Regions from separate parts of the Oryzias latipes genome. Here region 2 is linked to region 1. Evidence: chromatin contacts called from public Hi-C data. All regions are on one chromosome and are shown on one strand. The core of a region is the stretch at or near the end of the contact, and the rest is flanking DNA. Distances in the headings are between cores, read along the strand shown. Region 1 holds the start of c12h2orf42. Region 2 holds the start of LOC101170857 (GRAM domain-containing protein 2B).

What was found. Hi-C and Micro-C count contacts between places; a contact is called where the count stands out from the background.
Region 2: a contact with region 1 is called in a Hi-C map of embryo, with 2.9 times the contacts expected there. The contact joins the promoter of LOC101170857 here to the promoter of c12h2orf42 in region 1. A contact is called at or near these places in 4 of 5 Hi-C or Micro-C datasets (embryo, fibroblasts and gastrula embryo).

What each region holds. Positions count from the first base shown.
Region 1 is chr12:3,891,858-3,894,615 of ASM223467v1, forward strand. It overlaps c12h2orf42, which reads left to right and starts at 1,455. Exons shown (of 9, transcript XM_023960991.1): 1 at 1,455-1,594; 2 at 1,870-2,758. The coding sequence starts at 1,896.
Region 2 is chr12:4,035,194-4,037,893 of ASM223467v1, forward strand. It overlaps LOC101170857 (GRAM domain-containing protein 2B), which reads left to right and starts at 1,389. Exons shown (of 14, transcript XM_023960922.1): 1 at 1,389-1,815; 2 at 2,160-2,288. The coding sequence starts at 1,730.

The sequences.
Region 1 (2,758 bases), core at 205-2,704:
AAAGGTCCAGTGCACTGTCTAGTGGGTCTAGTTGACCCAACTCCCAATGTTAAAGTGCCTAGGATAGAACAAGGGTCACGCTTCATTTTCTATAGAAATGTCCTCCGTAATCATAAAAGAGTCACAAAAACATGTTAAAAATGCCATTTTTATCAGAGTGGGTCTTGAACATATTTCAATTTTTAGACCCAACTTGCAGTACTTTGAGTTTAACACTAAAAGATCATCACTACCTCGAAAAAAAGAGAGCTTTTGTGGTAAATTTCTAACAAAGGATAACCGATTCAAATAGTAAATACTTATTTTTGGTGAAAAAAAAGTTGGCATCAGCAAAAAAGTTGAATGTTGTATTTTTATCAACACTAAAAATTCAAAATTTTGAATGTAATTTTAGCTTTTTTTGCCAAGTTACTTTTTATATTTTATGCCATAAAATATTTGACTCTTTTTTAATGATACTTTAATAAGAATGTTTTAAAAGGAAACAACTTTAAATTTGGTAATCATTTTTAAATTCTCTACTATGGACAAATTGCTTTACTGTTTTCAAAATTCAAAGATTTTTATTGTCATTGTAAATTTCTACAACAAAACGGAGCAGTAGACAAAAAATAATAAAAACCAATGTAAAAAAAAAAACACCTCCTCACCTCTGATGTAGAGTGGGGGTTGAGTCGTTCTCCTGGTCCTCCTGAAGTCTATAATGACCTCCTTGGTTTTGGTGGGATTGAGGACCAGATCGTTGGCTGAACACCACTTCTCCAAGTGTTGGATCTCCTGCCTGTACTCCAGTTCTCGTTATTGTCAGCCATGAGGCCCACCACTGTAGTGTCACCTGCAAATTTCACTATGGTGTTGGAGGAGTGGATGGGAGCACAGTCCTGAGTGAAGAGTGTGAAGAGGATTTAGCAAAACAGCCCTGCCTGTGCTCAGGATTATGGTGTCTGATGTCAGGCTCCCCATCCTGACATTCTGAGGCCTGTTGGTCAGAAGGTCCATAATCCATGAACAGAACGCGGATGAGAGTCCGAGATTGGAGAGTTTGTGGACCAGTTTATGGGGGATCACAGTGTTGAATACACTGCTGAAGTCCTCAAAGAGCGTCCTTTAGTGAATTATTGAAACATAAAAGAATTAAATGTAGGATCCTTATAAAAGAAAAGTTAAAAAATGACTACAAGTGTCAGAATAAACTCACTAAAATCAAAATTAGATGAAAAAAGTCTTACATTTCTGCAAAAAAGTTAAATTGTTCATTCTTTTTTTTTCATTAGTAAAAAAAAAAAAAATAATTAAATTTTAGAAATGTAATTTAATTAGTTATTTGGAACATTTTCACAGTCCAAAAGGGAATAAAAACGTTTTGACGGACAAAAAAAAGAAGAGGAAATTGCAAACTACAACCCCCGTCCTACAACGCGTCATGGGCATCAACGTTCCTGCCGCACGTGACTTCGCCCGTCCAATCAGGAGTTTCGTTACAGGCGCATTGCGGCTCTCTGGATGTAAGGAGGAATGGCGACGGTCGAAGCGTTTTTTGGAGGTCTGAGAGGCTGAATTCAACCAAACGGCGGCGGATTCTCGCAAGTTTCAGGTGTGGGTTCTGAAATTTACTCCTACATTTCACTTTTTTGTGTGTGTTTGTAGAATTTGAACTGTCGCGTCACACAAATGAAAAAAATATTTAAAATGTGTTAAGAGTCAGTGACACGGCAGCTTTTATTCAAGTTTTTTTTTTTTTTACTGGATTATAAAAAAGAAAAAAAGCGCGTCGTAGTGGTGCGTGTATGTTTTTCACCTCCTTCCTGTTGACTTTTCTCTCTCTCTCTTTCTCCCCCTTCTGACCTCCTCTTTCATCCTTTGTGTCAGGTGGGGTTCAGGTCTGGACGCCTGACATGATGATGGACGCTGAAGGAGGAGCACAGAGCTCCTGCATCACCTCCTCTGGGACTCCATCCACAAACACCAAAGTCAGTCTGGCAGCGAAGCAGCGGGACTCCAGGAAATCAGCCTCCAGCACCCCACCCTTCCTCTCCAACCTGGGGAAGGCCACCCTCCGGGGCATCCGCCGGTGCCCCCAGTGCGGCGTCTTCAATGGCACCCGGGGGATCAGCTGCAAGAACAAGGCCTGCGGCGTGGCCCTCCGGAGCGCCCCGGCGGCGGCGGCCAAGAGCAGCAGGAAGAGTGTGGTGGAGGTGGTGAGGCTGATCACGGACACCGAGGAGAAAGGGGGCAAGGGTCAGGAGGAAGGTGGAGTCCTGGGGGGGGCCTCGGGCGGAGCGGCAGAGGTGTTTTCTGTGTGTCACAGAGGAAGAGGAGGCGTGGCCACACAGTGGGGCTTTGTGGAGCTGGCGCCCACGGCTACGGCCATCGCCACGGGGGACGGGTCCACGCTGCTCACCCGCATCAACCTGGGCCGCTGCTTTCTGCCCTCCTGCAGGCAGGGTCAGAGGTCGGGCCAGCGCGAGGCGGCGGCGGCCAAGCCGTCGTCCGACAGCCTCTGCGTCCACATGCGGCAGGCCATCGAGTGCCAGAGCAGAGCCTCGCCGCTCACCGTGAAGAGCTCCGTCCTGGAAAGCTTGCAGGTGTCGGAGGAGCTGCGGGGGGAGCTGTGGAGGCTCGCCATCGACTCCCCAGGGCCCCTGGTGCAGCAGGTCTCCAAAGGCACGCTGGTGGTGAAGTGCCAAACGGACTCCCATCATCCCCTGGGGCTGCTGCACTTCAGCGTCGGCCCGCCGTGCCCGCCGGAGACCTCCAA
Region 2 (2,700 bases), core at 139-2,638, 140 kb after region 1:
TGTTAAATACATTAAGTCCACTTTGGTGAGCCATAATTGTTTTTCTTATTACTGCTGTTATTCTATTCCAAAACATTTGTGCAGCATAAAATAATTCTCTCTCTCTCTTTTTTTTAAACAGATCTCAAAGAAAATCAAACTTTTTACCAATATTTTGCTCCGGAGGATTCACAGATTACACAGGGGCCTGTTGATTTAATGTCAGAAGATAAACTTTCGGTTTTAATTTACAGTTTCAGGAGATCCTCAGCCATAAATTCCCAAATCTGACTACGGTAAATAAAAAATAATCAATGCTGGTATGAATTATTTTTAAAATGATTAAATAGGAAATTTTCTTCAGCCAGAGAGACAAAATCGTGGGTAAAAAGAGTTGGTTTGGCCTCTGAGCCTCGGTAGCAGAAACCATGTTAGATAAATGTGGCGATTTGATTGGTTAGAATCTGGACCAATCTGCAGGCTGTTTGATGGCAGATATGTCACGCTAAACTGAAAGTTATGAGAGCAAAACCAAAGATAGAAAAAAAGCGAGATGAGACGCAAGGCATGCTAAACATTTGTGCTGCAAATGCACAAATATTATTAAAAGCAAAAAAAATTGAAGAAAACGTCTTTGAAAGCAAAAAAAAAAAAAGAAAGCAAAGAAAAAGTATATGAAAACAAATATTTTATTTGCAACATAAATATCACTCCATAAACTTTGACACAAAATCTGAGGTTTGCACTGAATGGTGGAGAAAGTGAAGTGTTGCGTCCCTTATATTTTAAATTAATAGTATTATAAATGAATAGTATAATTTTGCAGTTGCATATTTCATCGTTTTATCATTGAATATCCCTAACGAGGAAAAAATGCATAACCAAACTGCCACAGGGGCCCCCCATTGCCAGAGAGCAGGGGGTTACAGGAGCATGGAGAATGCAAGCTTCCCCACCACACCATTAAACATAAATCTGTAAAGTTATTGCTCAGAGTTTAGTGAATTCAGTTTAGAATCCTTCTATTGAATTGTGTGTGTTCATGATCCTTTTGATTTTATGTTTTACCCTATGTCTATCTGCACAAAGCCCATCGAGATGACTGTTGTTGTGATTTTGGGCTATACAAATAAAATTGAATTGAATAAAATTAAAATTATGCAAACACAAAAAATGCGCCTCAAGGGAAGAGGTTTTTGGGATGAGCAGCTTTAAAGAGATGCTTTCACACAAAAATATATAGATTACTGAATAATAACACTGTGAAAACATGTTTAAATAAGGAAATATAAGGTTACAAAAGTGAAAACTTTCGTTATTTGTGTTGAAATGGAAATGATTAAGTGGAAGCCCATTAGTTGGACTTTGTCGCCCCCTGTTGGACGTGTTCCGCAGGTGCATATGAGAAGTTTCTTCGTGTTGCAGAATTTCTCTCTCCTTAAAAAAGTTCGCGCCTTCACTCTTCCCTCTTCTGCGAGCGCGTGAGGGAACTTTCGGGATTCTCGTCGGCTCTGACCCGGCTGAAGACCAGCGGGAGGCCGCTCCTCTCTTCCCGGTTCCTCCTGACGTCGCTCCCGGCTGCTCCCTCCCCCCCATCCCGGCTCCTCCTCCGTCTGTCTCCTCGGTTCCCGGAGAAGAAGAAAAAAACTTTTCTAGACTTCCTGGAGGTTTTCCGTCCTGTCCAGGCTGGGAGACGGGTGGAGGGGGGGGCGGTGGTCTCCGTGGAAGCCCAGAGATGAACCGGTGACTGATGAGCGAGCAGGCGGACTCACCGGTGACCCCGTTACCCGGCCCGGAGCCGAGTGCCTGTCCGGACTCCTGGGGGAAGAGCGCGACGTGAGTTCGCTGGGGAAGGCCGCCCCGCGGGCCGGCGGGCGGGCGGCGTACATTTGCATCCGCATTTGATTGGGAGGGGGGGGGGGGGGGGGGGGCAGCGGGCGGACGTGGCTCCATCAGAAGCTGCTGGTTTGCGTGGAGAACCTCCACGTGACCTCCTCACGAGACGTGGAGGGGGCTCACCTACCCTGGGAGGGTCTACCCCATGACCCCATCAGTCATTCTTTGTCTTTGACCCACATGCTGAGCCCAAACCGCCGCTGATGGATTCACCTGGGTGTATAGACTCCATGCAAAGCGTAACCCAACACCTGGTTCCACCTCACCTGTCACCCTATGTCCAGGTCTGAAGTGGAGCATGGAGGTGAGAGGAGGCAGAGGAGGCGTGGACGGGCCCCTGCGGAGCTGCGGCTCCTGCTGGACCCAGAGCCAGAGCCTACAGAGGTCAGGAAGAAGCCGGCCAGCATGATGAGGTAACCCCAGCAGCCTTTTCCTCATCAGATGGGTACTAAAGGACTACCAAGGGGTTAGAAGGTCACGGTTGATCCTATATGCAGCTCCAGCTTCCCCAATGTTTACTGTAAACTTTACCTTTAGTTTTAGATTCTTGCAGTTTGTAGACAAAACTGTGTAGTTCGGCCATTTTTACCCACTTTTTGTGATATTTTTGTATTTTTTAAAGTGTCTTTTTTGTATATTAATAGAATGATCTCTCTATTTTCTACGTCTACCTGCTGCGTTTAACCTACTGTTCACCTGCATGACCGAAGTGCTGTTTACAGATTTCAATGTTGCTGTGTAAGCAACCTTTATCTGAGCTCAGGTGAGCTCCAATGAAGGACTGATGGCAGATGTCTTGACTCGTCTTATAGACCACCTCTGATG